Linked DNA regions of Zea mays: all the other regions are linked to region 2. A link is a contact called in public Hi-C data. All regions are on one chromosome and are shown on one strand. Each heading gives the region's core, a stretch centred on a gene start, on an enhancer-like site or on the middle of the called end of the contact. The rest is flanking DNA. Distances are from core to core; before and after follow the strand shown. Region 1 has its middle 59 kb from the start of LOC100282086. Region 2 holds the start of LOC103635843 (CBL-interacting protein kinase 19). Region 3 holds the start of LOC100282086 (seed specific protein Bn15D17A).

Region 1 (3,532 bases), core at 278-2,777, 290 kb before region 2:
GTAATAATATGAAATAACATAATAAACTTGCTACTAACCTTAAAAAACTGCCATTTTCTCTTTAACCGATATACCACATGATTCATCAATAAGTATGGCAAAATGTCTATCACTAAGATCTCATAATCATGTCAGTTATTTCTTCTACACAAGTTTTTGCAAGATCCTTTTGAACATCAGAACATCAGGGGAAGTCATTTTACAATTTAATCCACCATGGTCAAAAGCGTTTCTCACTTCTTCATTGCTATCTTTGAGCCAGTCTATCAACTCTAAAAGGTTACCTCTGGTTAAAGAGGTAGAGGATTCATGATGTCCACAAAAAGCCATGCCTTGCCCTAAGAGATAACTTGAACATAGAAGAGTAGAACTCAAGCAGATTTGGTACAATTCTTCTGCTAGCTGTCTAGCACCAGCAACCACACTTGCCACACTTTATCTCTAATTTTTAAAATCATCGCATTTCTGAACACACTGATTGTGAGCACTACCTACACCACGAACATGTTGAGGCAGTGATTTATATGCATGTTTCCAGTCAGTCAATCCTTTTTTAGCAAACACATCATAGCTAAAGTGTTATGCCCTTCCAGGTTGCTTAAATAGGAAGCAATCAAAGCAAAATGCAGCTTCAGTAGATTCACTGTATTCTAGCCAATTATATTTCTTATACCAGTATAAGGAAAAGGCTCATAAATCACATCCAAATTGTGTAAAGGGAATATTCAAAGAAGGTTGTGTTGGGCCCTTCAATATATATGCCCTTCTAACTTGATCTTGAATTTCAATAGCATACTCATAAATTTTCTTTCTAAGAGCAGGATCACATATAATCTCATCTGGATTGAACTCAATATTACCCATGTTATTGTTTTGATGTGGATGAGGATCATCCCGAGTTCCTATAGCATTAGCAGGCACAGGTCCACTGCCATGGTTTCGTAGATGAACTAAGGATCGCCTCATTCTTGATTCATGAAATTCACAATAAAAATTCCCATCTCAAATCTTTGACACAAATAAGTTGACATTGCAAATGATCTATTTTTAATAAAGTTTATGCAAAAAAATCTACTATTATTTTTTACCTCAGTTTTACCCGACGACTTCGTCGACTTGCTGTGCTTGCATTTGCAGACTTTACAGCAGCCAGCAGCAACAGTGGTTTGTCGGCTCGGCCACAATCTCACGGTTCGCCAACGGCCACCTCCGAACAACCCACTGCCAATCTTGCCCAGCAGCCCAACATTTAGGTCTGATTTGGTGATTAGGGATCCCGAGGGGATCCATGGGGAGGAATTCCCTTGCAATTCAATTTTGAATAGTAAGAGAATTTTTTTCCCTGGGGATCACCAAGCACCAAATCAGCCCTTAGGTGGAATTGGGAGTGTCGCCGACTCACCGTCGAAACAACAAACAAGAGATGAATCGTTGTCAGGGGACAAAGAGCAGGCTGTAGCAAGGAGGCAAGGAGTTGTACGTCACGTGCATGTGTCCAATCCAACAAGCTAGGCTAATAGTCCATTCGTGGGCCATCTGTCATCGGGTTAGTGGGCTGTGATTTGGTTATTTGTTGGATCGTGGCTAGGCCTCCACTCTATGGCTGGCGGTTCTGCCTCTGTATTTTTGTATGTTTCACATTAAAATTGAATCCATACTCTACTACGCACATGCCTAAAGCCCAGGCGACTGCCCATGGTCACTGGGCGGTAAATCCACCCCTGACTACCATGAACAAATTCATTGCAAGTACATGCTCTTGTATGAACATAATCATGAATAATGAACTATCATAATCAAACTAGTATGAACATTGTCACACCCACTTTTAGAAGAGAAACCGAATGCGAACCATGTACGTGCCAGGATCAGAAACCCACGTACACAGCGATTACATACTTAGACATCATCACACAACGCTCGAAATAAATAGCGGAAAGGTACTTTAATTACATCAAGATGTCCAAGACATCCACAGAGTCTAATATATAACCATTGTCTTTAACATAAATATCAAAGTGCGGAGAAACGAAACGTAGATGATAAGCCTACACAGGCAACTGACTGGGGGTTTGCCACTAAGATAAACTAAAACTCGCCGTAATTCTGGAACTCCTCGAAGTACTCCATGTTGCCAGCATCACCTCCTGAGCACTGAGTACAATGGGGACAACTTGGGGTGAGGTGGTTTGTAAAGCAAGGGTGAGTACACATCAACGTACTCAGCAAATGTCCCGTTTGGCTGAGGTGGACTAGCTTTATGTGGGGTTAAGCTCAAGCAGTTGCTTTTAGTTGGTCAAGTATTTATTGTTATTAGTAGAGCCAAGTTTTAGTCATAAACCCAGTTATTACCCAAAAGTACTCCCTCAAAAGAGGAAAATACCAGAGATCAGTTTTATAACATCATTGTTAACCATCAACATAAAAGTATCCAAAGTTCTTCTAATCAAAGAGGATCCCTAGGCTACTCTTAACCGTGAGCTCAGCTGATATACCAGTTTCTAACACTCTGCACAGGTTGCACACTTTACCCATGAGTCGTGATCCCTTTCCAGCCTGGGTTGTACAGACCCGATCTTCACTACCGAGGTGAATGGCCAGGGATACACTACGTAGCCTTTACAAAGACTCCCCTAGTGCATAGCTGCTCGTTAGGTTTCGCCAGTTGTACAAACGCAGTACACCTCCCCAAGGTGGGTGACTAACAAAACCAAATCGAATGAACCTCTGCACCCCCCTTGGCAGAGCGAGCACTACGCCCCGGCCCCAATTGACGGCCCTCAGGCAAAGCCAACTACACCCCCAGGTTCATCTAATTATTCAGCTAAGGGCGTCCCATTCCACCCTCATGGTTGCACTGTTATCCCGGGTGGTCACTCCACGAACAGGTCCTTACGGAGAGGTACTCAGGAAAAAGGCCTGAGCCCCTAAAGTATCACAAGATCATCAGCATAATCAAGATAACAATATCGTATCATAAATGTTCACATCATGTTCATTGATTAAAGTAAAGCAAAAGCAAGATGCTAACCATGATTACCCAAAAGGTAAACAAGGATAACGTAAATACAAAGCTAGTCAATCCTTAGGTTTCATAAAGTAATGCGGGACAGTGAATTATAGAGTATGTAGGACATGATAGGTCAGATGACACTTTCCTTCACCAGGTTGTTGCTGAGAGAGGTCTCCAACAACACACTTGGGAACGTCGGGCTGCTCGTTGTCTAAATAAAGCGAGCATGCATTCAATACATTTGGAAAGTACAAATGAACAACACACCAAACATGTACAAACATATGAATACATCTTAAAAAGACACAATACTAAATAAGGAATAATGAGATCAAAGTATAACATGAACTATAACATAAACTAATTTTCGTTTAGAAATAGATTATTCTTTAAGTGTTGTCCATGATTACACAACCTAGTTCCATTTATTTTACTGTGACCTAAAAGTTAGACCAGAGATAAATTCATGTAATACACATTATTAATCTTCACAAGATTAAATACACTTTAATCTCTAGG
Region 2 (3,853 bases), core at 1,100-3,599:
CCTTGTCGTGGAACAGCCAAGCACGCAAGTCTCCAAACAGGCCTCCTGCCGACAAAGTGCTGGATAACTTAATTTACAACTACAGTCCGACATTTACCGGGAAAAAATCGTGAGTCTCTGTATCTTTACCCCCTAACAAATGTACGTACAATCCATTGTTCAGTTAGACTAATGCGTGTATTTTTGGTAGGAAATCGTTTGAGGAGGTCTACATCTTCTCCTGAGACTGGATTGAACGCCTGAGTGTCTTCAGGAATCTGTAGTTCTGCACTACATTGCTATTGTAGTGTAACCGTGCATTAGTATTACCCGTGGTACCAGAAGTTGTATTTGTATAGATTCGTTGGACTGCCTGTATTGCAGTAACCTTTCCACCGTATGGGTGGCTCTATAGAATGCCTATAAGCAGCGCAATAATAATGATAATGTAAGACTGAAAAAAAATACTTGTATGGAGATTTTCTGAATTTAAAAGTTTCTCCAAATCAGGTGAAGGTCGAATGTTCCTGGACCTGATTCATGAAATCCATCGAATCCAATTTGTTTGGAGTGACGTCTTTGCTATGGCGCTATGGCTTGGCTCAAGCATCTTGCGTCGAGAACGTCACCGTGTTACCTAGCCGGCCGAATTACGGATCTCAAGGGTCGAGAAGAAGTGAAGAACACAACAAACATAGAAAATACGGAGGAATGCTTAATTTGGAGAGGTCACTCGAGTTTTATATTCATAGGACTCCTAATGACGTAATTGCATAAAAAATGCTCTATAATTTAAAATGGAGTATAACTTATAGAATTTAGAACACAAAAAAATATGTTGTTCCAGCAATAAAACCTTAAATCTAGATTATATGGTAGTATACTACAATGTAGTATATTTGAGATATTTGAGAAAGCGCTATATAATTTTTAACTAAATTTTATAAAACAAAACATTGCTCGAGTGATTTTTTGTGCGTAGAGCTTTATATTTAAATTTAATGCACTAATTTAAGATATGGTTGGAGATACTCTAACGATATATTTAGAGACGTGATGCGTACTCTTTCAAAAATGACACCAAGACACGCTATCCCCTCTAATACCGATGCCTCGACGATTACAAGTCGCGGATTGACCGCATTGCCCTTCTCATTCAGTATAGACTGAGTGTTCATTCTATCTTCGGTCTCGCTCTTCCACGATGGAAGAACCTGCGCGGCCATCCTGCTTCCAGCGTCGCCGGCTACCTGGCGCTCGGGCTCTGCCTCGAGGTCGGCATGTCGCCATGGGGCTCGCCTACACTACGAGAGCCTGGTTCTACGTCAGCCGCGTAGGTGTTCGACGTCATATATGATGCCATAAGAAGGGCCATATATGTTGGTCGTGGAAAAAATGATCAACAAGTTAAAACTAGATTAAGAAGAAAATACGGAAGAGACGGATGAGAATGGTAAGTCGTAGTACTGTCATTTTTTACGAACTATATAGTTTTAATTTGTTTTTGCTTTGTTTGAATTATGTGCTCAATATATTTTTTTGAAACGAAATGGTATGTTTCTTCTTAAATAAGTGTTCGTCAAAAAAAAATATGACGCTAATATGGATGTAGGTTAACGTACTCTATACAATGATTATAGCTTGATACGAGCTGCTGACACTGGATCCAGTCTAATTTGTCAACTCGTCGGCGGTCGGTGCCCGTTGCTCTCCGAAGTCTCCAGCCCGCCCGGAAATCTTCCGTAGATGCCGATGTGACGTGCACCGGCCTCGGCTGTGCTGTGCCGCCCAGAATGCTCCGCGTATGTCGGCTCTCGGCTGCACCGCCGGACGCCATCTGTCACCGCTGGGCACGTAGCACGCTGCGGTCGTTGACTCGTTCTCGTTGCCCGTATTCTTTTATAAAAACCATCCCTAGCTTCTTCGGTTCTTTGCATTTCAACCCCGGCTGGAAATGCAAATAGTATACGTTTCCACGTTAACGTATATGATACTGACCGTCTATTATCCGGATGGGTATAGTATTACCAGCTCTTTTTCTTGCATTTTTTTCAGCCAATGGATGCACACGGTTCATTTGCAATTATTCCACCGACAAGCAGCCCTGAACATTATATTTAGGGCCAGTTTGTAAATCCCAATTTCCCAAGAGATCTCTAATTTCTAAAGGAAAATTAGTTCATTTTCCTATAAAAAATAGAAAACTCTTAAAAAATTGAGGTTCCCAAACTAGCCCTTAGAAGATATTTTTAGGCATGTCAAAAAACCTCCAAACCCATATCTCACCCATAAACTATGACACCGTTCTTTACAATTACTACAAATATACCGTGGAAATACTCTATATGATGGTACACTTGCAGATACAACCTCTGGAGTTGCATCTATCAATTTATTTCTGGCCCAAGTTTGACTTGAGTAGGGCAGGTAAACAGCCAGAGCCGCGGAGCAAAATAAACAGGCAGTATCCGGGCTGTTGCCCCCTCCAATGCCGGCCGGCCACCCATCACCTTCCTCCCGCGCGCTCCGGTGCCCTCGCTACCACCACCACCTAATCGGCCATTCTGCCTTCCGCTCCGTTTCTCCGCGCGCCTGACCTCCTCCTCTACCTGATGGCCGCCACCCCGCCGCCGTCGTGGGACGCGTCACCGCAGCCCCGGCGGCCGGCCTCCTCCTCGGGGCCCGCCAAGCGCGGGGGCCTCCTGCTGGGGCGCTACGAGCTGGGCCGCCTGCTCGGCCACGGCACCTTCGCCAAGGTGTACCACGCCCGCCACGCCGACGACACCGGCGAGACCGTCGCCATCAAGGTGCTCGACAAGGAGAAGGCCCTGCGCAACGGCCTCGTCCCGCACATCAAGCGCGAGATCGCCATCCTCCGCCGCGTGCGCCACCCCAACATCGTCCGCCTCTTCGAGGTCATGGCCACCAGGTCCAAGATCTACTTCGTCATGGAGTTCGTCCGCGGCGGGGAGCTCTTCGCGCGCGTCGCCAAGGGCCGCCTCAAGGAGGACACCGCGCGCAGGTACTTCCAGCAGCTCATCTCCGCCGTCGGCTTCTGCCACGCCCGCGGCGTCTTCCACCGCGACCTCAAGCCCGAGAATCTCCTCGTCGACGAGCGCGGCGACCTCAAGGTCTCCGACTTCGGCCTCTCGGCGGTCGCCGACCAGTTCCACCCCGACGGCCTCCTCCACACCTTCTGTGGCACGCCGTCATACGTCGCTCCGGAGGTGCTCGCGCGCCGCGGCTACGACGGCGCCAAGGCGGACATATGGTCGTGCGGTGTCATCCTGTTCGTGCTCATGGCTGGCTACCTCCCTTTCCACGACCAGAACCTCATGGCGATGTACCGTAAGATCTACAGGGGGGAATTCCGGTGCCCGAGATGGTTTTCCAAGGATCTTAGCTGTCTAATGAATCAGCTCCTTGACACGAACCCGGAGACCAGGATCACGGTGGCTCAGATAATTGAGAGCAGGTGGTTTAAGAAAGGGTTCCGGCCGGTCAGGTTCTACGTCGAGGATGACCAAGTGCACAGCTTGGCAGACAGTGAGGCTGAGGCGCTGGAAGAACTGGGGCCCAGTGACAGTGAGCCTCCACCCCCACCTCCCCCTCCCCCGCCACCACCACCACCACAGAAAGAGGACGACGGCGATGATTCTGGCTGGGAGTCAGACTCCTCCGTAGCGTCCTGCCCAGCCACATTGTCATCAGAGGAGAGGAGACGGCCTGTCGGATCTCTCCCACGGCCGGTAAGTCTAAACGCGTTCGATATCATCTCGTTCTCAAGGGGATTCAATCTGTCGGGGTTGTTCGAGGAGCGAGGCAATGAAGTGAGATTCGTCTCGGCACATCCCATGCAAACGATCATAACGAA
Region 3 (3,315 bases), core at 166-2,665, 350 kb before region 2:
AGTTATTAATCTGATGCTTGTTTGTGTGATCTGTTCTTTGTTCTGTGATTGTAGCCGTGAGGGGCCGATCTGGTGCTCCAGCTTTGTGCCTCTGTGATTGTGATCTGGTGTTCTATGCCTCTGTGCTTGTGATCTGTGCTTGATGGCCGACGACGACACCGTGCCTGTGCCTGCACAAACTGGCGGTAGTGAGGCTGCAGTTCCTTCAACGGAGCCCATCAATATAGATCCTGACTCTACTGTGGAACAGGCTGGGGGGACAGACACACCTACAAGTTCTCGGGTAAGAAATAGAGCTTCCACATCTGATGTTTGGAATGATTTTGACAAGATATATAAGGTTGTTGATGGTGGCAGGATTATCGAGGAGCGTCGACTGACCTCGGAGATGGTCGAGATGCTGACCTGCATCAAGGACTGGGAGGAAGGGAATGCAAGGACCCAACATACTGTTGAGAACAAAGAACTTGAAGACTCATTCTCTGATCTATATCTTGATGATGAACAAGTTCCAGTTGACACTCCAGGGTCCTCTCAATCTCAATCTCAGACACCTACTGATCCACAACCACATGTCCAAGAGTGATCTTATTTAGCTAGTTTGCATACTTCAGCTTGTGCCTGTAAGGCTGTAACTAAACTGTACACTGTAACTCTGTGATATGTAAGAAAACTAAAAGAGCTGTGGGCTGTACTCTTTTTTCCTATCTAGGGTTTTCTCACAAGGGTGGGTTTTTAACTAGATAGGTTTTTAATGAGACAGCCATTGCACTAAACAGCTCAGTATTAGGTATTTTAGTATGTTTAACTGTGTGTTAATTTGTGAATCAGTGAATGGATGTGTTTCTGTGATTTTCCGTGGTTTGTGTGTTTTCTGTTGTAGTGCCCGAGCCGGCCCTGGCACTATGGGCTGGTCGTGCCTGCCGTGCCGGCACGGCACGGCTAAGGATCCTTAGTGCCGTGTCTGAGCCTGGGTTCAGGCACTAGTGCCGGGCCAGCACGACAAGGTTACTAATCGTGCTAAACGGGTCGTGCCCTAACCGTGCCATACCTGGTCGTGCCAGTGCCGGGCCGCCCATTTGGCCATCTATAAATCTATAAATGTAGAGGCCGCGCGCGGCGGCGCCTTGCACTTTTGGATTCTTCTGCCGCCTCCAGTTTCTTCGCGGACGCGGCTTCTTGCAAAGGGTGGGCACTGGGCAGCAAGCAGAAGCACCGACCCCGCGACGGGCGCCACACAAGCTCAGGCTCGCACTCGGCCAGTCGCAGTCCATCCATTCCCCCGCGGCGCCGAATCCGCCTTCCCCCACCTCTCCAAAACCACTGGCGCCCAACCCAGGCAGGAGCAGCCCACTGCTCTCTCCGTCCAGTCTCCGCTTATAAAAAAACGCCCACCCCCACCCCCTCCCTCTCCAACAACTTGGGCGCGCGCGCGGCCGGGTAGCAAAAGCTCGCGATCTGTGCGCCCACCACCGGGAGGAGCGAAGATGCGGATGAGCTGCAATGGCTGCCGCGTCCTGCGCAAGGGCTGCGGCGACGCCTGCACCATCCGCCCCTGCCTGCAGTGGATCGAGGCCCCCGAGGCGCAGGCCAACGCCACCGTCTTCCTCGCAAAGTTCTACGGCCGGGCGGGCCTGCTCAACCTGCTCGCCGCCGCGCCCGACGACGGCGTCCGCCCCGCGGTCTTCCGCTCCCTGCTCTACGAGGCGTGCGGCCGCATCGTCAACCCGGTCTACGGCTCCGTCGGCCTGCTCTGGTCGCGCCAGTGGCACAGGTGCGCCGACGCCGTCGAGGCCGTGCTCAGGGGGGACCCCGTCGTGCAGGTCGACGCCGGGTCCGACGCCGCCGCTGCCCCGCCGCTGCTCGCCGGCGCCAGGCCGCCGCCGCCGGCCGCCTTCGACATCCGCCACGTCCCCAGGGATCCCGACGCCACCGCCGCCGACCTCCTCCGCGCCGGCCGCAAGAGGTTCAAGCGCGCGGGTTCGTCTTCCAACGCCTCCAAGGCGAAGCCCCTGCCCCTCGAGCTCGAGGGCAAGGCCGGCAACAACGAACGCGCGTCGCCCAGCCCTCCCCCGACGCAACAACGAGAGGCGGAGGAGCTGCAGCCGGTGCCGATGGTCGTCGAGCCAGAACACGGCGAGGAGTCCGCCGGCAGCCACGACCACCACCTGCAGCTGCAGGGGTGGTCGGAGGAGGACACCGACGTGGAGGCGGCCTCACACGTGAGCCAAGCCGAGGCTGAGCCGCCAGCCAGCAGCCAGAGCCAGGTGCTGGTAGCGGATCAGGAGGAAGAGGAGGTTGGGCTCGAGCTCACGCTTGGGTTCGAGCCTGTCGTCAGGCAGCAGCCGAGGTCGTCGCGCTGCGACAAGAGCGGCTTGAGCGCGGCATCGAGCCTCATCGGCCTGCGGCTGCAGCTGCCGGCCGCCTAAGCACAGGCACAGCTCGCACCTAAACGAATAGAGCAGTTTTGCGACCCTGCGCCTGCGGTGTTTGCTTAAAAATAAGCTTTTGGACCCCCGGGTGCCAGGAGACACACAGTAGCCAACTTCAAATTTTCTAGGTTTTGTTTATCTTTTTCAATTTTTCTTCTTGTCTTTAACTGTAAAAGTTGATGGACTGCACAATTACTCAGGTAGAGGGGGTTTGGTTCCCCGATCAAAGAGGGCGTTTGGTTACTCGGTTTAGTTCTTATATCGAATGTTTAAATGCCAGTTATAAGTATTATATGTAGTATATTTAAAAATTAATTATATAAATGAAGACTAAACATTAGTAGACAAATTAATGTTGGTTGTAGCATCACATAGACATACATCATGGACTAATTAGGACTTAGTAGGTTCATTTTGTCATTTAGTATTTATCTGTGCAATTAATTTTGAAATTAAATTATATTTAATATTTCTAACTATCATCTAAATCAGTTTGGACCCTTGCCTGGGCAGGGAACATACTTGGCGACCTGGCATCCCAAGACCCATCTTGGCTAGGGGTGCGACCTGGCATCCCAAGACCCATCTTGGCTAGGGGTCCGGGACATGCCCGAGAGTGTTCGAGCCCCAGCCGTGATGACTTAGGGTGTGTTTGGTTTGACTTTTGGCCTAAAAGCCAAAAATCAAACTAAAGGGCTGGATCCAGAATGTAGCTTTTTCTAAAAGCTGACTTTCTCGCAGTGTAAAACTGAAAGCACCTCTGGACCTGTTTTTAGTAGCTTTCGGATGAAACTGTGAAAACATATATCGAAAAACTTTTAACGGCTTTTAATGGTTTCCACCAAACGGTTTTTAGCTTTTTAACAGCTCACAACCCACAACA

The links. A called contact is a pair of places that touch in the nucleus more often than the background predicts.
Region 1: a contact with region 2 is called in a Hi-C map of tassel, with 4 times the contacts expected there. The contact joins the enhancer-like site here to the promoter of LOC103635843 in region 2. A contact is called at or near these places in 2 of 25 Hi-C or Micro-C datasets (ear and tassel).
Region 3: a Hi-C map of bundle sheath shows a contact between it and region 2, with 3 times the contacts expected there. The contact joins the promoter of LOC100282086 here to the promoter of LOC103635843 in region 2. A contact is called at or near these places in 3 of 25 Hi-C or Micro-C datasets (bundle sheath, ear and tassel).

What each region holds. Positions count from the first base shown.
Region 1 is chr8:126,588,011-126,591,542 of Zm-B73-REFERENCE-NAM-5.0, reverse strand. No RefSeq gene overlaps it. Among protein-coding and RNA genes, the nearest start is that of LOC100282086, 59 kb to the left of the region's middle. Within about 2 kb of position 1,527, at least 12 of the 20 cell types and tissues checked have an H3K27ac peak or open chromatin away from gene starts, as enhancers often do. A contact at or near this core is called in ear and tassel, where this site is marked.
Region 2 is chr8:126,300,494-126,304,346 of Zm-B73-REFERENCE-NAM-5.0, reverse strand. LOC103635843 (CBL-interacting protein kinase 19) reads left to right here and starts at 2,349. Exons shown (of 1, transcript XM_008658222.3): 1 at 2,349-3,853. The coding sequence starts at 2,592. It overlaps LOC100274493, which reads left to right. Exons shown (of 10, transcript NM_001365847.1): 9 at 17-109; 10 at 191-485. The coding sequence ends at 224.
Region 3 is chr8:126,647,242-126,650,556 of Zm-B73-REFERENCE-NAM-5.0, reverse strand. It overlaps LOC100282086 (seed specific protein Bn15D17A), which reads left to right and starts at 1,415. Exons shown (of 1, transcript NM_001154999.2): 1 at 1,415-2,778. The coding sequence starts at 1,488. The coding sequence ends at 2,429.